Linked DNA regions of Mus musculus: regions 2, 3, 4, 5, 6 and 7 are each linked to region 1. A link is a contact called in public promoter capture Hi-C data. All regions are on one chromosome and are shown on one strand. Each heading gives the region's core, a stretch centred on a gene start, on an enhancer-like site or on the middle of the called end of the contact. The rest is flanking DNA. Distances are from core to core; before and after follow the strand shown. Region 1 holds the start of Efnb3 (ephrin B3). Region 2 holds the start of Slc2a4 (solute carrier family 2 (facilitated glucose transporter), member 4). Region 3 holds the start of Alox8 (arachidonate 8-lipoxygenase). Region 4 holds the start of Gps2 (G protein pathway suppressor 2). Region 5 holds the start of Tmem95 (transmembrane protein 95). Region 6 holds the start of Tnk1 (tyrosine kinase, non-receptor, 1). Region 7 overlaps Cntrob (centrobin, centrosomal BRCA2 interacting protein).

The links. Promoter capture Hi-C pulls out the DNA fragments that hold promoters and counts their contacts.
Region 2: a promoter capture Hi-C map of liver shows a contact between it and region 1, with 2.2 times the contacts expected there. The contact joins the promoter of Slc2a4 here to the promoter of Efnb3 in region 1. A contact is called at or near these places in 5 of 39 promoter capture datasets (cranial neural crest, frontonasal cranial neural crest, liver and 1 more), 1 of 484 Hi-C or Micro-C datasets (muscle stem cells) and 1 of 115 datasets of contacts at active chromatin or transcription factors (pancreatic cancer cells).
Region 3: a promoter capture Hi-C map of the HPC-7 cell line shows a contact between it and region 1. The contact joins the promoter of Alox8 here to the promoter of Efnb3 in region 1. A contact is called at or near these places in 21 of 39 promoter capture datasets (the 3T3-L1 cell line, 3T3-L1-derived adipocytes, the C10 cell line and 15 more), 2 of 115 datasets of contacts at active chromatin or transcription factors (embryonic forebrain and trophoblast stem cells) and 4 of 9 other capture datasets (adipose tissue, liver, macrophages and 1 more).
Region 4: a contact with region 1 is called in a promoter capture Hi-C map of embryonic stem cells. The contact joins the promoter of Gps2 here to the promoter of Efnb3 in region 1. A contact is called at or near these places in 11 of 39 promoter capture datasets (cranial neural crest, embryonic stem cells, erythroid cells and 6 more), 1 of 484 Hi-C or Micro-C datasets (muscle stem cells) and 3 of 115 datasets of contacts at active chromatin or transcription factors (large pre-B cells, pancreatic cancer cells and stem cell-derived neural progenitor cells).
Region 5: a contact with region 1 is called in a promoter capture Hi-C map of embryonic stem cells, with 2.5 times the contacts expected there. The contact joins the promoter of Tmem95 here to the promoter of Efnb3 in region 1. A contact is called at or near these places in 12 of 39 promoter capture datasets (the 3T3-L1 cell line, cranial neural crest, embryonic stem cells and 6 more), 1 of 15 datasets of contacts at CTCF or cohesin (embryonic stem cells), 1 of 484 Hi-C or Micro-C datasets (embryonic stem cells) and 1 of 115 datasets of contacts at active chromatin or transcription factors (large pre-B cells).
Region 6: a promoter capture Hi-C map of embryonic stem cells shows a contact between it and region 1. The contact joins the promoter of Tnk1 here to the promoter of Efnb3 in region 1. A contact is called at or near these places in 9 of 39 promoter capture datasets (cranial neural crest, embryonic stem cells, frontonasal cranial neural crest and 5 more) and 1 of 9 other capture datasets (adipose tissue).
Region 7: a contact with region 1 is called in a promoter capture Hi-C map of embryonic stem cells, with 2.2 times the contacts expected there. The contact joins the enhancer-like site here to the promoter of Efnb3 in region 1. A contact is called at or near these places in 24 of 39 promoter capture datasets (the 3T3-L1 cell line, 3T3-L1-derived adipocytes, the C10 cell line and 14 more), 5 of 115 datasets of contacts at active chromatin or transcription factors (acute myeloid leukemia, craniofacial prominence, embryonic limb bud and 2 more) and 4 of 9 other capture datasets (adipose tissue, embryonic stem cells, liver and 1 more).

The regions. Positions count from the first base shown.
Region 1 is chr11:69,558,855-69,561,548 of GRCm38.p6, forward strand. Efnb3 (ephrin B3) reads right to left here and starts at 1,383. Exons shown (of 5, transcript NM_007911.5): 1 at 838-1,383. The coding sequence starts at 959.
Region 2 is chr11:69,946,886-69,949,579 of GRCm38.p6, forward strand. Slc2a4 (solute carrier family 2 (facilitated glucose transporter), member 4) reads right to left here and starts at 1,305. Exons shown (of 11, transcript NM_009204.2): 1 at 1,064-1,305. The coding sequence starts at 1,096.
Region 3 is chr11:69,196,499-69,199,192 of GRCm38.p6, forward strand. It overlaps Alox8 (arachidonate 8-lipoxygenase), which reads right to left and starts at 1,345. Exons shown (of 14, transcript NM_009661.4): 1 at 1,165-1,345; 2 at 855-1,077; 3 at 527-608. The coding sequence starts at 1,311.
Region 4 is chr11:69,912,657-69,915,350 of GRCm38.p6, forward strand. Gps2 (G protein pathway suppressor 2) reads left to right here and starts at 1,364. Exons shown (of 10, transcript NM_019726.5): 1 at 1,364-1,777; 2 at 2,096-2,205; 3 at 2,277-2,389; 4 at 2,483-2,562; 5 at 2,652-2,694. The coding sequence starts at 1,684. It overlaps Neurl4 (neuralized E3 ubiquitin protein ligase 4), which reads left to right. Exons shown (of 29, transcript NM_001013414.3): 29 at 471-1,168. The coding sequence ends at 675.
Region 5 is chr11:69,876,748-69,879,441 of GRCm38.p6, forward strand. It overlaps Tmem95 (transmembrane protein 95), which reads right to left and starts at 1,308. Exons shown (of 7, transcript NM_001195710.2): 1 at 1,100-1,308; 2 at 793-849; 3 at 552-632; 4 at 434-454; 5 at 214-294; 6 at 40-127. The coding sequence starts at 1,271. It overlaps Kctd11 (potassium channel tetramerisation domain containing 11), which reads right to left. Exons shown (of 1, transcript NM_153143.4): 1 at 1,517-2,694.
Region 6 is chr11:69,857,410-69,860,103 of GRCm38.p6, forward strand. Tnk1 (tyrosine kinase, non-receptor, 1) reads right to left here and starts at 1,321. Exons shown (of 14, transcript NM_031880.3): 1 at 1,298-1,321; 2 at 996-1,100. It overlaps Gm32708 (a long non-coding RNA gene), which reads left to right and starts at 1,207. Exons shown (of 5, transcript XR_879975.3): 1 at 1,207-1,474; 2 at 2,507-2,617.
Region 7 is chr11:69,297,007-69,299,700 of GRCm38.p6, forward strand. Cntrob (centrobin, centrosomal BRCA2 interacting protein) reads right to left here. Exons shown (of 19, transcript NM_172560.3): 19 at 2,490-2,694. Among named protein-coding and RNA genes, the nearest start is that of Cntrob, 26 kb to the right of the region's middle. Within about 2 kb of position 1,390, at least 6 of the 459 cell types and tissues checked have an H3K27ac peak or open chromatin away from gene starts, as enhancers often do. A contact at or near this core is called in embryonic stem cells, where this site is marked.

The sequences.
Region 1 (2,694 bases), core at 133-2,632:
CTGGTGGGGATAGGAAATGTCATGGAGACAAATCACTTAGATGGCCTCCCAGAGGTTCTGTCTGCCCTGTGTGACTGACTGACCCTTGGCCTCTTTCCAAGCAAAGCTAGCATGTCAGGGACCGGAGTCCCCGATGGGAGAGTTTGCGGTCGGTCAAGATGACTGGAGAGGCCAGTGGCACCCTCAGGACTCCCAGTGGCAGGAGAGAAGGAGGGGGCTTTGAGGGGCCTCCAGAAAGAGTCCACCAAACCAGGAAGACAGGACCATGTTCTAGTTGCCAAACTGTTCAACCAAAGGGTCAACTAGTCCTCTGGCTGTGAACACCAGTTGGGAACACAGACTGAGAGTCAAGGAACCTTGGGTGGGTTGTTCTATAGCCCCAAACTGAACCCCCTTCCCCCTCATCTGCAACACCGAGTGCCTCCTGGGAGCTAGGTGTCCCTGCCCTTCTCCTCAGTGCCTCAGCAGCACCCATTCAGCACCTCTCTCCCGAGAGCTGACATTAACCAGGCTCCCTTCAACGCAGATGACACAGGTCTCCTCCAGAGCCAAATAGCCACTCCATTGCCCTCCCCCTGCCCGTGAACTTTATCTTTGCCCCTTTAAGATCTCCCAACTCCTGACACATGGTATCACCACCCACAACCAGCTCTGTGAGACTAGGAGTCTGGCTCTCAAGATCATTGCTCTGTCTTGTAACCTGTCACCTCACCTCAGCGCTACAGCAAGCACCCTTCTGCCAGCCCCCTCTCAGCTCAGAATCCTAGCCCGGTTAGTCTCAAAGCTTCCATATCCCTTATCCATGGGACTGGAATCTCCTCAGTCCCAACCACTCACCTCTTATTCGCCGAGTTCCAGTAGACAGGCTCCAGGCTGAGTCCAGATACCAGCCCCGCAAAACCTAACAGCAGCAGGGCCCCGACTTGCACACCCCCTGGCCCAAAATGGGGGGCCCCCATGACCCTACCAAGGCCTGGGGGCGGGGCACCAACTCCCCCAAAGTCTCTCACCCCCAGGGGTGGCTACCACGCTGTGGAACCCCAGTCACCCTGGTGGGTGGCTAGTCACCCCCAGCTCCCACAAGGACCCTCTTTTCTGCGATGCTTGCTCCCCGGCTCCAGAGCGCTCAGCCCCACAAGAACCCTTGCAGGGGCCGTCTGCAGGCGCCTTACGCGCCCCCGGCCCACGCGCCGCACCTCGGGATTTGTGCGCCCCGCTACGTGGGGGACATGGGGAGCCGAGGGCCGGGCGGGGGCAACATGAGGCGCCGGGCAAGGGAGCGAAGAAGGAGACACCGAGCTGGAGCCCCAGCCTCGCCGGGATTGAGGGCAGCGGGCTAAGGGAGGAAACCAGTCCCGAGCCCAGGAGGGGGGAGTTAAAGGAGAGGCGGGGAGGGGGAGAGCATGGTGGAGGGAAAAACCGGAGCTGGAGCACAGTCGGAGCGGGCGTCGCATCCCGCGGCCCACGCCCCCCACACCTCCCTCACCTCGCACACCTCCCGTCCGCCACCCCGCCTCGCTGCCCGGCGCGGTCTCTCACGCCCCCTTTGTCTCTGGCAGTGTCCGTCTCTGGCTGAGTTTCTACTTGCTTTCCTTCCTGCCCTCCGATTGCCCGAGCGTTTGGAATCTTCCTCGCTAGCATCCAGAAAGGCTCTTGCCCTCTCCACCCCGAAAAAACCTTCCCCCTTTGCTCCCCGCAGCCTACTCCTCTCCCATTCCAAAACAACACCGCGGCTTTCCAGGCGGTCTGGAGAGGATAATGATAACCTTGAAGGCTAGGCACTTCACAAAGTAACGCTAAGTTGATGGGCTACCTGTGTGAAGTGGGAGGGGGTAGAGCTATCCAGGTTGAGAGGGGACCCCGTGACTTGCCCAAGGTCACACGGGGAGTTTAGGAAAACCCCGAAGACACAATCTAGGCTGCTGAACTCCCCCTTTCCTGGGGTTCATTTTGTCACGGTTTCTTGGACCCTTTACTGTTTTCTGTGGATTAGACGAAGAGACCAGGGAGTAGTAAATTTTGGCCCTTCTTGGGTGATCACGGAGAAAAGTATGACTGGGAGAGGAAAGGGGGTACCTATAACCCCAAAGCAGCAATCCACAGGAAAGGCTGTTTCCAATTATCCTGGGGGAAGGGAGGAGCTGCCTTCTTGGGTGTAAGAAGCAAGGCTTTCAGCACCTCCCGGCAGGGGCGACATTCCTCTCCTTCCAGCCCAATCCTCCACAGGCTGCTCCTTTCCCTTTGACTGTGGTCCCCACCATGGCCCCGTTGACAGCATCTCTTCAAAGACTCTCATTCTGGGTATTTGACAAGGTGTGTGGGGAGGAGGGAGAGTGGACAGATGGAGAAGCACGAAGAACTACCGAGCAAGCCCCTTGCCCGAGCGTGCGCCGCAGTCTAGAGGGAGTCCAATAAGAAGCAGCTGTTTTTCTGTTTGCTCCTTCCTGTGTGTCCTTCCTTTGCCTACTGGGGTGCAGTGGGACACCGTGTCTTGCACCCTTCTCTTCTGCAGCTGCATGATAGTAAACAGGGCGGTGTGCAGCCATCAGCACTGACTTGTCTGTCTGTCACTGTCTGCTTAGTCTCACAGTCACACTCAATCGTCTGCCACCCCTGCTCAGGCCAGCTCACTCTGACCCCTGATGCAGCCACCTCAGGAGTGAGATTTTAAACAGGTTTGCTCCTCAGTTTACC
Region 2 (2,694 bases), core at 55-2,554, 390 kb after region 1:
ATCTCTGTGTCCACACCACAGGCAAAAGTTTGAGGATCTGGACCTCAAAATTCCCCTGTGACCTTGAGACAGACTCAAGACTTGTGTGACCTTGGGTAAGTCACTTCCCCACTCTAAACTGAACCTGGATTTCCTCTTCTGTCAGGTGATATTGCCTCCCTCGGCTACCTGTCAGTCTGTGAAAACACTTGAAAAATCAAAATCAACTATAACAGTATCCCAGACAGTGCCTGTTTTATAAACTAATATAAATAATGTTTTAACATCACCTCTAGCCCTTGTCTCTTCCTTCTGGAAGTTCTCTCAGCTTGCTCCAGTAGGCCGTAAACAGGCCCAAGAATGGCTAGTCCAGAAAGGGCGTCTGGGTCATTGCTTTGGGGTAGCCTTTTAGGTCTAGGCCTAGCCAACCCTCAGCTCCTAAACTGGGACCAAGTACTCGGGGATGTGAGGGGGGATTTTAGCAGGGAGAGAGAGCCATGCCCAGGGGAAGAGGAGGGATGGTAGTGAGTGGTGTGAGGGGCGGTGGCAGTGGTGGCTACTGCTGGCGGCACAGTCTGTCTCCAAGAGGAAACCTGAGCTGGGGGGGGGGGCTGACACTCCCCTCTGCCCCTCCACCCACCGCAAGGCCGAGAGAAAGTTCAGCCTCCTGGAAGACAGCCAGCAGTGGGGGTGGGGCCCCCGAAGTGCTCGGGTCCTAGAAACACCGTAAATCTGAACAGCTCCGGGAAGGGAAGGCGAGACTCTGGATCTACCATTCCAAATAGAGTCGTGGGCAGAGTGTCACCCCATGCAGTGCACAGTAGGCTAGGAGACAAGTTCTGGATTCCCGAGAATCCAGTCTCTCAGCCTGGGCGCGTAAAGAGTCTCTCGGACCCACTCTGTCTCTTGGCGGGATTGGAATTTGACAGTCACGGGTTGTCTAGGCTGAATATAAATAGCCAGCCCCCCATCTCCAACCCCTGCGCCTGCGCAAGAACCGCCTCCTAGCTGACCCCAACCCCAAACTCAGCCCAAGAAAAACTGGACCAGATTTCCCAATTCGCCCCGGTATGCTGAACCTTACGTCAGAGCCGATCTGCTGGAAACCCGACGGCATCTTGTTTTAAAAGAAGAAAAGACTCAGGCGCTGCAATAAGAAAAAAATGAATAGGGTATAGGGTCCGGGCCTGGCCGGCACGAGACCCCGGCGTTCGGAAGCCGTGTGCAAAGGGCGGGTCTGGTGGGACTCACTGCCACAACCCACGGAACCGGAGAGCACCAAGGCTCTCCGGGATCTAGTGAGACCCGCTTGAGGGGGAAAGATGCGGAGAGCTGAAGCCACCTCCCCACTCCCGCCCCGCCATAGGACACGCCCTTCACAACACCCATTGGCCAGGAGCCCGCACACCCCAAAAGGCCACGCCCCCACCCCTAGCCCTAGTGCTGGCTGGGGAGACACGCCCCTAAGGTTCCCGCCTGCTTCTGAGTTTTCAAAGTAGGGTCCTTGGAACAAAAGGCTCTTCCCGCCATCCAAAATCTTGGACTGCGAAATTTCTGAAAGAATTGAGTGCAGCTGGTCCCCCTGAAAGGTCGAAGAGGAGGGTATGGGCTACATGTACTTGCCAGGGTACGGGGTAACTCCAGCAGGATGACATAGAGCCCGCGTGTGTGTGTGTGTGTGTGTGTGTGTATGTGTGTATGCCCCGAAGTAACCCGGAGTGGCTATTTTTAGTTCCCACGTTAGGCTCCGCCAAATGTCAGGTCCCGGGTGTCCCAGCCTGTCCCAGGCGGGGGAGGGCAAAGGAGATGGAGCCTTAAAGGGTCCGCGACACGCTTCCCACGAGGAGATGATCCAAGGGACCAATAACTTCCGTTCCTAGTGTATCTGGAGACCATGCCTGATCGTCCTTTCTTTCCACGCATCTCTGGGCGGCGCGCTGCCTACTGGCCCATCCCCTCCACATAGTCTCTACACTGGTTCTTGGAGGGGACCCAAGGGACAGGTGCTCACGCCAGTCACACCACCCTCCCTGAAGTCCCTGAGCCTCCAGGCATGTGCTGGCCGCGTGGGCGACAAGCTTTCCAGAGTCAGCTACTGTTTTGGGTCTACAGCTGAGAGGGCACGACCTAAGCACGTCCAGGGAGAGAGCTGGCGAAGAATGTGGAGAGAGAGCTCAATTCAGAAAAAGGCCCAAGAGAAGTGCAAGGCTTCTGGCGCCACCTAGAGGGAGAGCGAGGAACCTTAGTGGATTGCACCAGGGTAGCTAACTTCTGGGGTGGCTCTCTTCTATTAACCCTTCCCCTGAGAGCTCAATAACCTACAACCCAGCCCTCTATGGAACGCCAGACCTGAGTCTAGCTGCCGCCAGAATGGTACCGTTTATATGACGAACACGTACAAGTATGGACCTCCTTCAAGTTCCTTTTCCCAAGGAGCTAACCAGTCACTTTCATGGTGTCTTCTCAATGTTGGTGTTTTGACTTCTCTTGCACATTGGTTTTCTTCATCCGTACCACTACCACTTTATTCTGGACTATCCTGTCATGACTGCTTTTCTTGCTTCTCCTCTTCCCTGAAGAGGAGGGTGGAGGGGCAAGAAAGATGGCTCAGCAGATAAAAGCATTGACTGCTCTTCCAGAATCAGGTTTGATTCCCAGCACACATGTGGAAGCTACAACCATCTGTAACTTCAGTTCCAGGGGCTCCAACACCCT
Region 3 (2,694 bases), core at 95-2,594, 360 kb before region 1:
GTCCACCTGAGTACAGTAGCTGACTTTACCCCCTTGAAATTCCCACCTACTGTAATTTCAGTATGTAGGTAGCTCTCTGCTCTAACTCTTTATGTTGAGCTGATAAGATGGAAAGCATCCCTGTCTGAGAGTTTCTGTACTGTCTAGGAATGGCTTTGAAGGTCACCCTTAATTGCTGGGAGTTCTGCCTGTATTTACGGGAGAAAGCAACAACCCCACCAGTGAGAGAAAAGAGAAACGGAAGCAATAACAACCACAGAGAGAGATGGAGAAGGCATAAGCCACAGGACAGGGTTGTTAGAGCAGTGGGTTTCAACCTTCAGTGGGTGCCAGCGTCACCAGAAAGGCTTGGAAAGAAGCCAGTCTCTCTGCTCAATCACATTCAGAGTCAGAGCTCCTGCGAATCTGCTTTTCTCTCAGTTGCCCAGTAATGCCAACACTACTGTGTCTGGGATTAGTCCTTGATTTGGCTCCTTCCCATCCCATAAGTGAGTCCTCCTGCAGGGGTCACTATCTCCCTCCTCACCTGTACATCTTCTGCCTGGACTCAAGCTCCTTCTGGCGCTGATCCTGCAGTGTAGGGTGATGGTCTTGCCAGGACACCTTTGCTGCGGGTGAGGGCGTGGATGGAAAGGATCCTCTCTTGATCTCTGGCTTCAGACTTTCTCCCTCCTACTGCTGTCAACCCACCAGTCCCCTCACCCCGGGTACACTTCTTCCACTGCAAGCTGATTGCCACCACCTCCTGCTTCTGCCAGTCCCCTCCTTCCTCCTCTGCCCTTTCCTGGTTTCCACTCCCCAAGCTTAGCCTGCGACACACTGCTGCGTGCCTCCCGCAGCCCCAGTCCCCTCACCTGCTCCCTCTCTCAGCACCAGCTCCCCCGCCCCTTCCAGCCACTGATAACAGGGGAAGTGGAGTGCAGCCCCAGGTAGCCACTCCAGCTCGAACCAGCGGCAGAACCAGGCATCAGAACGGAAAGACATAAGCGGGAGGGACACTTCCGGGGGTGCTTTGTGGACTCGCAGCATCAGCACAGTGCCTACGTCCTGGGGAAGCGTCACCTCGAAGTCTTCTTCCTAGGAGGGGTTGTTTAGTATGCTGAGGATGGTCCCCCTGGGCTGCCTTCCTCCACAGTCGCCATTGCCTGCTCCCCAAAAACTCACAGCACCGGCGCTGAACTCCTTGCCCAGATGGTCCAGAGGTACTAAGGGGCTCTCTCCGTGGGTTCCCACGATGCTGACAGACACTTTGTCCCATGTGCCAGCCCCACAGGCTTCCCCCGTGGATACTCTCACCCTGCATTTCGCCATCCTCCTGACCAGTTTAGCTCTCTACTGCAAGCTGGACTACCTGGCAGGGTGATTTAACCTCAGCGATGCCCCGCCCATCAGACCAGGTTAAGGGGAAATGTGTTCGCTACCCACTGAATTCCCCTTCAGCTTCCTTGCCATCAGGAAGAGCCTTAGAATTTAGGACAAGTAGTAGGTGGGTTGACACACTGAAACCTGGAGTCACAATGGGTGGCGCTGAGACAGGAAGTGGACTGAAGTCCACAGGGTGAGTTCCAGACCCAACTGGAATGTGGGGTACAAGTGTAAAATTTATTTACATGCTGTCTTAGCTTTAAATGTGAGTGAGGGTCCACTTCCCCATTCCTTTAACTCTTCCCACGCCACAAGGCTGCTTTCACTTCTTTAATAACTGATTTTGAGAGCCATCACTGGCCAGGACTATTAGATGCTGCCAGTGCGGGTCCAGGCAATACTCTAGCTTTGCCTGACTGTTTACTAAGGTCAAGTGCAAGGGGGAAAAGACATTCAAATGCTCTAAGCATGTATTAGAGTTTAGAGGATAATCAATGCTGGGGAAGATGTCAGTCACTGCTGATGTGAGAGCCTGAGAAGTTTGGCTCGAGAGAAAGGCCCTCAGAGACCCAGAGGTGGTGAGAGGTGAGCCCAGGGTATGTGTTTATGGGCACCAATTATTGGACTCAGTGTGTTATTAAAAGGAGGAGGATCTGAAGTTGGGAGGGACCTGAGGGAAGGTCGGGGAGAGCTGTAGGGGGGATGGGGTAGATATAGTCAAGTACATTGTGTGCATATGTGAAATTTCAAATAAGATATCAAGAATAATACTAAATATATGTTTTCAAGTGGTATGTCTAGGTAAGCTGTTTTACTGTTGGGGAATTGTCTGTGCAAAGGCCCTGAGATCACTGGAGAAGGGAAGGCAGAGCTGGAGTGAGTGAGAGGGATGTCAGAAGGAAGACAGTGACAGAGTTTGCCCTTGAGGGAAACAACAGATTTGGGAAATCCTCTTTGCTGTGCCCATTAGACATCCAAGTATAGTGGTCCCTATGGGTGCCTACCTGGAAGTCATGGCACAGGGATGTGTGTGAGCCCTAGGCTAAGAGAAGATCGCTGGAAAAGGGCAGTGGATTCAGGCTCCAAGTTGCTAAAAAATTTGAAAGTTTTGCAAAGAGGTAGAAGCAACCAAGATTATTCAGTATGTGTGTTACATCAGCTTTCTTGTTACTATCAAAGGGTGAAACCTTCGTGTTGGCTCCTAGGTTTGATGTCCTACTCCCTGGGGACTGATGTGGGATGACCCAGAGAAGAGTTATGGTGAATATATGCTAGGCTGACCTGGTTATAGACAAAGTAGCAATGACACAGTTCTCCCCACCCCCTACC
Region 4 (2,694 bases), core at 114-2,613, 350 kb after region 1:
ATGGATACCAAGTCTTTCAAAATATCCTGCACCAGGCAATGGGTTTGACCCCTTGTACTACCTAAACTGTGCTTGCGCATTGTAACAAATTCCTGGAGTCCTAACACTAAGTGGCAGGGTCAGTGGGTCGGAAGTTTAAGGTTGTCCTTCCTTTATAGGGAGGTTGACTCCAGCCTGGTAGAGACCCTATACTGTCTCCCAAAAGTGGGTGAAGTAGATGAGAAGTGCACTTGGAGTGTTTGGAAGACGTGAACTAGAGTGCCAGGGTAAATAAACACATGAAGAGTGCTGGGGAGGAGTTAGCTGAGCAGGCCAGGGGAGGAGAGTACTACATACACAATAGTTGGTGCTAAGCCAGTCACGGTGAACAGTATTTCCCAGAAAACAGCAAGGCCTGGGTGGAGGGGGCAGAATTAGCAGTCATGGACCTTGGGAGCCTTACTCTTCTCTCGTTTCTGCTTGGCTAACAGATTCCGGGACCCAAAATCCCAGCGGACACACCAGGCTCAGGTGGCCTTTCAGGTGTGTGTGCGCCCTGGCTCCTATACTCCTGGCCCTCCCTCTGCGGCCCTCAGAGAACTTCCTGACCAGCACTTCAGCCCATCGGAACTTGAGTGGGTCACTAAGGAGAAGGGAGCCACACTCCTCTATGCCCTGCTGGTACGAGTGGAATAAGGGGTGACATACCACTACTCCAAGCACAGCCGGGCCTCAAGCCCAGGACTCTTGAATGACGACTGCCTCCACCTCATTCCCGTGACTGAGAGCATGTCCAGTGCTGTCCTGGCAAGGAGGAGCACGTAGGCAGGCTTTGATTTAGAGCAGGTGTGAAGCACATCTCTACATTCAGGGCCCAGCACACTCCCTCTGCTGAGAGGGAGCCCAGCTCGTCTCGGGGTCCCCCCTTCATGCACTGACTTGGGGAACATGACTCCCTATTATTACCCTCCCCCATATCACTTAATTTATTTCCGTTTTTGTTTCTGGTTACTGTGAATCCCAAAGGAGTCTCTCTGTGCCCACATGAAGCTGCTTTTTCCGTGGCCACTGGGCGCCATGGGGAGGGAGTGGGTAAAAGGAAGGGCTGCCCGAGGACGCTGTGGGCCTCTGTACAGTTGTTACTGACTCTGATTTCTAAGGAGCCAATAAATACTGTCTTCAGAGCATCTGCCTCCGCCTCTGTCTCCCGCGGCCTCGCGAGTGAAGAGTTCTAGGGGCTTTATCATCCCAGGCCGCTCTGTAAATCCACATGGAGTTTGGACATCCCGGCACCCGTCTCTAAGCGCTTCCGCCTTCCCTTTCCTCCAATCGGCTGTGCCGTTTGCCGTCGTGACTCCGGAAGGATTTATCCTGGCCGCCGGATATGACGTAGAGGCCAAGGCGCGCCGAAGGCCTCGGAGAAAGCGCCGACAAGGCGGGTTGCGGGGGTTGGCGCCAGGGCTACGAGGGAGGGGCGGGGGCGCGGAGCCTAAGACCCTCGCACGCGCCCCGGCGCTGAGGCAGAGACCCCGGAGGGACGCTGGTGCCCGGGACACGTGATCGAAGTGGCGAGCGGGCGGCGGACGGGCTTCCGCTTCGGCGCGTCGCAGTCTCTCTAAGCTCCCACTTCCCTGCAGGCCCCGCCTGAGGTCTGGCAGTCAGTGAGAGTCGGGTGCCCACTGCCCAAGCGTCACCAACAGCATCATGCCCGCACTCCTGGAGCGCCCCAAGCTTTCCAACGCTATGGCCAGGGCTCTGCACCGGCACATCATGATGGAGCGGGAGCGCAAACGGCAGGGTGAGCCTGGGCCAGAGCGGGAGGACAGACACTCGGCTCAGGGTGGCCCTGCTACCCACGAACTTGCCCCCATCCACGGGCCCAGCTGTGCGCCTGCTGGCGAGGCTAAGAGGGAGGCAGCGGCGCCTTCGGGGTGTGAGTGAAGAGGCCCAGTCTAAGTTCCAGACCAGAACCCTGGGCTGGGAAGGACCTTGGAGAGCACCTAATGAAGCCAAGTTCTCCCTGTGGCTGTGATGGAGTAACTGGTTTTTGCTGGTCTTCAGTCTAACGCTCAGCTTATTCACACCGCCTTGCCACTTCCCCGTTCTGATTCTTCAGAGGAGGAAGAGGTGGACAAGATGATGGAACAGAAGATGAAAGAAGAGCAGGAGAGAAGAAAGAAAAAGGAAATGGAAGAGAGAATGTCACTAGAGGAGACCAAGGAACAGGTAAGTAGCCTCTCCACACTTGTTTCTCGATGCCTTCTTTTCCCTGCTTTAGCTGCTCGTCCCTCTTCCAGATCCTGAAGCTGCAGGAGAAGCTTTCTGCTCTACAGGAGGAGAAGCACCAGCTTTTCTTGCAGCTCAAGAAAGTTTTGCATGAGGAAGAAAAACGGAGGCGAAAGGAACAGAGGTGTGATGAGATGGCTAAAAGTAAAATTGTGCAGTGGCACAGGTGACAATCTAATAGCAAGAGGCTAACTGACCTGTCTTCCTTCCACTCCAGTGACTTAACCACTCTGACATCAGCTGCATACCAGCAGAGCCTGACGGTTCATACAGGAACCCACCTCCTCAGCATGCAGGGTGAGAGGACTGAGGAAACCGCCTAACAGGGGAGTTCTCCAGGAGGTCGCTGCCTATTTTAGCATCGTGAAACCTCTCCCCCTTTCTAGGGAGCCCTGGAGGACACAATCGCCCAGGTACTCTGATGGCAGC
Region 5 (2,694 bases), core at 58-2,557, 320 kb after region 1:
GAATCAGGGAAGGGGGTTGGGAAGATCCCCACAACTCACTCCACTTGGAGGCTCACAACACCCGAAAGCAGGACAATTCCGAAGATACATAGGAGCAGAATCCTAGCGTCCCACAGATCGTGACTGTCTGCAAGGAACCCAGGAGACCGTGGATGATCCTGTGGATCACACCAGGGAACCTAGGGGGCCTTAGGAGGGTGAGGATTAAAGAACCTGGGTAGCAGTGCTTTTGGGGCCAACAAGACTCCTCCTTGCCCTCGCAGGTGGAGCAGTTGTACAGGATGGTGCTGCCCCCTGCAGGAGACAATAGGAGCAGCGCTGGCAAGCGAAGCCACCGCCTCCAACCCCTTCCTCCCAGCCGCCCAAGCTCCTCAGGCCGTCGCCCTACTCTCTTCGCTCCCCAGGGGGCTCCACGGCCTTTTCTTTTACTCACGGCAGACAGGAGCACAAAGAGCTGCAATGAAAAGCAAGGAGCAGTGGCTGACTTGTTCAGTCATGCCCCACGGGGCTACAAATCCTAGGCGTCTCCTTGGTACCCTCCCCATCAATACCTTCCCTGGTGTACTGGGGGATCCTGGTCTTCTGAAGCCATTGCCAGTATAATGGAATCAAGGAGGTGGATCCTTTTTTCTCTGGAGAGGCACAGCACAGCTATATTGCCCTAGACCTCATCGGAGCTGCCTTCCAGGCCCCCTCCCAGATCGGTCCCTCTCTTCACCTCCCCTCCCCCCATATCCCGTCTCGTCTTGGGTCTTCCTAAGTCTCAAAGTGTCCGTTTTCTCCAGACCTCACCTATGACTCTCAGGACTCGGTGAGTTTTCTCTGTGACTTGCTTCATTGAGACCTCATCTGTGGAGATGGACAAGAAGGAGCTAGAGTAGGCTCTAGAGTTTTGGGGGGTTTTGTGTTGTCTTTTGTTTTTTTGTTTTCCTATTTCCTAGGGCACAGAGTTCTTCCAAAGAGAGAGAGAGGCTAGTGTGTCCAGAAAGGGCTATGGACTGAAGCAATGGCTGAGATGCACAGCTAGGAGCTCGGGCGCCAGCCCCCTTAGGATCCAGTGGTGACTATTGCTGAGCTAACCTTGCATATCTGATATTACCTAAGGCAAAGGCCGAGAAATCTGGGGAAGCCCATTCCTTCCATTTCCACTTCGGCTTCGTCTGGTTATTGAGCTGAGCCAGGCGGTTTGCCAAGGCATGATCTTGGAGACGACAGAAGATACAAGCCTTGGCCACGGCCAAGAAAGCCCCACCCAGAGCCAGCACCCACATGAAGCCTGCTGGGGTATGGAAGGAGTTGGACCCCCTCAGACCAGGGAAGAGTCAGAATTCTCTGAGATCCAGATTCTGACCCTTCATGTCGGAGGTTCTAGACTGATCCAGAACAATGCCATTGTCTTACCCCTCGGCTCCGGTAGAGCCACCCCTGGGCCCCCAAGAACTGGAGGCTAAAACGTATCTCTAGGACGGATAAATCAGGGTTTCTGTTGCAAGGGGATAGTGGCCTTTACACGTCATGGTTCTGAAAGCAATTTATTTTTCTTCTTGTAAGTCACAGTGATAGATGAATGACTCCACCCAATGATGACCATGTTTATGTGTGTATCCCATCCGCCCAGGAACCCAGAAATGCTATCCTTCCCACACCCTCCCCGACTCTCCCAACTCTAGCTCCTGGCTGCCCAGGACAGCCTTAGGCCTTCCTTACCCAGCTATTTCCTAGCAACAGGCTCATGGTTGTCTCAGCAACCAAGAGCTCCCAGAGGTCTCAGAGGCCCAGCTAAGCCCAGAGGCTTTTACCTCTCATAGGAAGGGCCTAGTGTGACTCAAACTCAAACAAGGCCCTCCTGCCTACGTGGCAGCGCAGGCATAAACACACATGCAAACACACACACACACACACACACACATACACACACACCCTATGATTAAACTAAATCTGAATCTGCTTTTACACATACCACAGAAGTACCTGAGCCTGGAGAGTTTCTAAGCAACCCCAAACAGGCCTGGACAGGCCAAGATCACAGAAGGACCAATACACAAGCACAGGAGTCAGCAACACTGATGGGAACCAAGACAGCAGGGAGCCAGGCAGCATCAGATCTATTGACTGGCAGGCGCACACACATGAAAGAGGCCTCTGGACACCATGGTCCAGCCCCACTTCCATACAGGATCCTCTGGAATTCCAGAAGGGAGCTCTAGCCCCCGTGTTGATGGAGGTTCTCCTTGCTCCCTATGTCACCCTAGGATGGAGTGTCCCACAATAGGTGGCTTGGAACATAGTAAAGAAACCTCCCAGAGAGTCCTGGCCTCTTAATGGTTACTGTAGGATAAGATGTCAGCTCCAGTAAAGGAAACCACAGTCTAGGGAGCAGGTTACATTTGATAAGTCAAAGTCCTCCCACCTAGTGCTCAACCCGCCAGAGCTCTGCTAGGTTTAGCCTGGGCAAAGAGGTGCTATCTTACTTTGCCACACTTCTGAATACAGAGGACCCATCCTCAAGCAAAAACAGGCTAGAGAATCCACGATGCTTTCCCAGGATAAGCCCCCGCGTAGACCTTCTGGACCATTCGTGAGTCTTGTGGGGTGGAAGGGGGCAGCTCGATCTGGGAACCCCAGCTCTAGGCTCTGGCCAGGTATGGTGGAATCCCTGACTTTCATAGCTACCACACCAGTACTAGAAAGAGG
Region 6 (2,694 bases), core at 71-2,570, 300 kb after region 1:
GTGAGTTCCAGGACAGCCAGGGCTATCCAGAGAAACTCTGTCTCGAAAACAAACAAACAAACAAACAAACAAACAAAAAAACCAAAAAAGTTTTAAAAATCATAATGAAAATATTTTTGGAGACAGGGATTTGTCAGGAGAGTTGTGACCCAAAGGTTGAAAACCATTGCTTTGACCCTATGGCTTACTGCCCTTGAACTCCAGACCCTCAAATACTGTGCCCATTTAGTTCCCAGCACACATTGACTCGTATACAACTGAAACATATCCCCTCTTCATATATGAGACATTTTGCCTACCATATACAAACTAGAGATGCCCTGTTATGCTAACACACCATACCTCAGGAACATAGGTATACTAGGTGCAGTGCCTCCCACCCACTACCACCTCTCTCTCTCTCTCTCTCTCACACACACACACACACACACACTGAGACCTACAGATATACTACAAAACATGCCTAAGACAATCAGAACATGTCGCCTCAAGTCCAAGATATTCCCATACTCTGCCACAAAAAGCAGGCATACTGCAACACGCCCTCACACAGGTGTACTTGAGACACAACGCTTCTCTGCCTCCACAAGTCAAAGATACCTAGATATATCACCACCCATCTGAAACTCCAAGGATCACATAAACAAACACACATAATGAGGACACACTACCACGTCACCCCAGTAATGCCCATGGTCATGGCTTCTTAAACACCCGAGGCAGCAACACTGAAAATTAAACAGATATCAGGGCTGGGCTGTTAATCGAAGGCTAAGCCGAGAGCCAAACTTAAGATACTGTTCGCAAAGCCGCCTAGACTGCTAGGTGTGTGGTCCTTCCACACCCACTTGAGCTCAGTTCCAGGTACAGTGCCCAGGTGTTCTCCTGCGTCATTCAGCCTAAGTCAGCTACCAAACAGTCCCACCAGCCATTATTAAATAAGGCTCTAGGCCTCTGGGTCCGGGCTGCCTGCCCAAAGACTCTCTTTTACACACCTGTCTCTCTGTAGTTATACCACGAGGAAGTCCTAGATCGGAGGTCTGAGGTGGGAGGTGGAGGTGGGGAGCGTGGGGAGTTGGTCACCCCAGGCGGCCTGAGAACTGAGAGCAGAAGAAAGTTCAAATCCAAAAAGGCCCTGTGTTGCACCACAGATAGGAAGGGAGGAGCGGGGAGAAAGCAGCCAAGAAGAAATCCTGAGAGGGAAGGGAAGGATCCGGGAAAAGGGATCCAGCGACGCACCCCAAAGGGAGCCCGCTGGTCCCAGGCCCGGGCGCCCCTGCTAGGTGTGGACTCTCACCTGGCGAAGGCGGAAGAGGCAGCTACGGGGGCCGCCCAAGTGGCGGGCATTAAATCCTAAAAAGGGCGGGACCCCAGGCTGTGGAGGGCGGATCCTGGAAGCTGGCCCTGAACAATCGAGGACCAATTAATTCCCTGGTGACACTTTGTGGCGGAGCTCCTCCCACTTGTAGGACAGGTGAGCCTCTAGGCCGTGGTTAACCTTCCTTCCGCTTGCCTTGCCTTTCTTCACAGTCTTGGCAGTCTTCCTCACTCTCCCTAGATCTCTTCCTCCCGGCCCTGTCCCATATGCTGTTCTTCCCCAAATCCTTCACCGAAACAGTAGCATCTTGTAGTTCTCTGCCCAGGTATGGAACTGTAGGTTAATCAGGAAATAGTCACTGCCTTTAGGAGAAAGGCTCTAACAGGCATTTTGTGTCCCTGGAAGGGAATCGAAAAGGCACAGGATGCTTTAGGATGGAGCCAGGCGCTGTTACCGACATCAGTTTTGGTCCTAGACAGTCAAGAAGTGAGGCACTTCTATAACTCAGCCCCCCAACCCCAACCCGAGCCTATGTCTGTGTGCCTGCATGGACAGAGGCCAGGAGAGAGTGCTGGATCCCCTGAAACTGGAGTTAAAAGTGGGTGTGAGCCACCAGAGTAGGTGCTGGGAACTGAGTACTCTCTGAAGAGCAGCAAGTATCCCTAAGTGCTGAGCCATCTCTCCAGTCCCAAACCCACTTCTTTGAGATTTTGCAGCCCATGCTTGTACTTGCAGATATCTGCCTGTTTTTGCCTCCCTAGTACTGGGTTGAAAGTTGTAAGCCCTGTTGGAGAGTTGGTTAAGAGCACTCTTCCAGAGGTCCAGAGTTCAATTTTCAGCAACCACATGGTGGCTCACAACCATCTGTAATGAGATCTGATGCCCTCTTCTGGTGTGCACTCATAAATAAATAAATAAATAAATAAGTAAATAAATAAATAGTGTGAAAAAATGCTTGATGAATTTTGGGGGCTGGTGAGAAGGCTCAGCGGTTAAGAGCACTCCAAAGGTCCTGAGTTCAAATTCCAGCCACCACATGGTGGCTCACAACCATCTGTACAGCTACAGTGTACTCATATACATAAAATGAATAAATAAATATTGGAAAAAAAGAAAAGTGGATCTCTGGGATCCTGGAGAGTGCTTCAAGGAGAGTCATTCTTTCTCCCTTTTATTCTGAGGTCCCAGAGAGGAAGCTTCAAGGCTTCGGTCCAAGGAAGAATGCATGCATGAACACGGCAGCCGCCATTCCTTCACCTCTGTTTATCGAGCAACATGTGGATGTTCCAGCATTCCTGGGTAAATCACACTGCAATTCTACACATATGATTTCCTACCCCTTCTCTGATCCACCAAGTAGACACGCTATTAATTGT
Region 7 (2,694 bases), core at 140-2,639, 260 kb before region 1:
TGGGTCACCTTCCCAACGAATAGTTTCAACATCCTTTAATTTTTTTTATTTATTTTATTTTATTTTTTTGGAGACAGGGTCTCACCATGTAGCCCTGCCTGTCGTGGAACTCACTCTGTAGACCAGGCTGGCCTCGAACTCTTAAGAGATCTGCCTTCCCCTTTCTCCCCAGTGCAGGGAGTAAAGGCGTGCACTGCCACAATGGTTAGTTTTCAACGTCTTTAAGAGAGGGCCTAGTCTTCCACAGGGCAGACGGCTAAGCTGTCCGTCCAGACCTGCTTTACCCTTCCCATATTGTCACACACGGTACCAGCTGCATATCTGGCAGCCCAGTTAGGGCACATTTCTGAGAGCCAAATGCTGACCACCTTGCCAATGGTATAATAGCAAAGTGGGTGCATCATATTTTCAGCTATGTGGAGTAAGACGCTGGACCCCTAAAGTCTTTCCTCACGTTCCAGCTGGGGGTCATAATGATCTCACCTCACCTGTGTGAGTTACAGCTCAGGACGAGCAGCACGATGGTGATGGTGATATGGTGATGGTGATACGGTGATGGTGAGATGGTGATGGTGATGGTGATATGGTGATGGTGATATGGTGATGGTGATATGGTGATGGTGATATGGTGATATGGTGATGGTGATGGTGCGCAACAGGCCCCAGGTGAGCAGTGACGTTAGACTCCCTACTGTTCTAGACCATCACGGAAGAAATCAACTGTCTGGAAGGCTGTGCTTTGTCACGGCAGTTTAGCTTCCGCCCTAGCAGGCCCCACCTCCTAAGTCCCCTAAGCCCTTCTAACACACAGCCCTGAACCTCCTTGGGAGATGAAAACCCTATAACCAACAGGCCATCTGCACCAGGCAGCTGGGAATGTAGGCTTTCTTGAAATCCTTCACTTTTTTTTTTTTGGTTTTGTCTGTTCCCCTTCTCAGAGTTTTCCTAAGATAACCACAGAGGTGTCAGGTGGGAGATGGCCGTGATTTCTGCATCCCTCCTAAGTTTCCTCAGTGACTAAGTAGACCTAGAAATCAAAGCTGTCCTGCTAGAATGACCTCCCAAAGTGGCTAAGCAGCACTGGGCCCTTCTCTCACTGAGAGCTGTTTTAGGGACACTTACTTCAGCCTGTGTCTCAAGAAAAATGTAGGGCATGTCGGCTGGTGGTGGCTGCTGGAATCTGGAGTTGAGATATGAGTTGAATGTTCATTTTACCAATATTTTTTAAAAGTGTAAAACTCACTTTTATCCATACTGATGGTGCGCCACAGATCAGTTTGGTCACTGATGGCACTTTGTGAAACAAAGATGCAGATATTCCTAAAGGTGGGGCTCACAACACCGCCCTCCCAGTCCCCTCCCCCGAAGCCTGCTGCCATCTCTGTAGCTACTTGCCTTTTGTTTCCTCTTGTACACAATGCAGAAAGTCCTAAGCCGAGCTGAAGGGCAGAACCACAGGACTGGCTTGTCAGCTACTTCCATCCCTGTCCCCAGAGGAAGGCCAGGTGGCAGAGAGAAAACTTCCACCGTGTGCTGCTGTTCGCTGTGTGAAGCACAGCTACACCGGATTCCATCCATCTCCTCAGAAGCCTGCTCAAGCACCCTGTCTGCCCCTCCTTCCCATCACCCTGTCTGGGCCGCTCTGGCGCAGGAGGCTGTCTGCAGGTGTAAGGCTTCCTTCCCTTCAGGCTGCCTGAAACTCTCCATCCTCCCAGGTTAAGTGAGACTGGGCTTCCGACTCCTTAACACTGGGCCTAAACTAAGAAGCTTCGTCCTGATGGTTTTCGAGATGAGTCTCGTTCTGTAGCCCAGGCGGGTAGCCCAGGTTGACTTCAAACTTGCGTCACCCGTCTGCCTAAGCCTCCTGAGTGTTATGATTACAGGCACGAGACACCTCAAGCAGCTCTCAGTTCACAGCCCACAACACTGCTGTGTTCATTTTGATGAACATCGGGAGAAAAGGCTCAGACACAGCTGTTACTTTCCTCTTCCTTCCTTCTTTCCTTCCTTCCTTCCTTTTTTTTCTTTAACACAGGGTTTTACTGTATAGTCTCAGCTATCCTGGAACTTGCTTTGTAGACCAGGCTGGCCTCCTCAGAGATCCACCTGCCTCTGCTTCCCTCGTGCTGGGACTAAACACATGCACTATCATCCCCGTCTTATTTGCATGTTTTAAAGCTGTAAAGTTTATAGCTCAACTACACCTATTGGCTGGACAGAACTTGCCAACCTGAATCCCCAGTGCCACCCAAAAGAGTCATCTGCTCTTAGAAAGCAGGAATGCCAGGCATGTTGGCACAAGCTCGTAACCCAACACATATACAGCAGGAGGGCTGTACAGAGGTAGCCTGGGCTACACAGAGAGGGACCTGGTCTCAAAAAGGGGGGGGGGGGGAATCACATAAAAATAATCTAAAAGTTTTAAAAGACAAAACTTTTCCCCAGCATAAGAAGCTTTTCTTAAACATTCTTAAACATTAAACATTTATACAATAATTTACTCTTTTATTAAAAGTTTGGGAGTTTTTTTTATTACTAAAGTAATACATACTTATTTCAGAAAATATACAAAATATAAATTATACAAAAAGAAAAGATTCACTCATAATTCTACTATGGGGCATCTAACCACTGCAAGCATCCCTGAGCCTAGGGCCACTCAGACATCTAGTCACACACCAGCCTCAAAGGCTC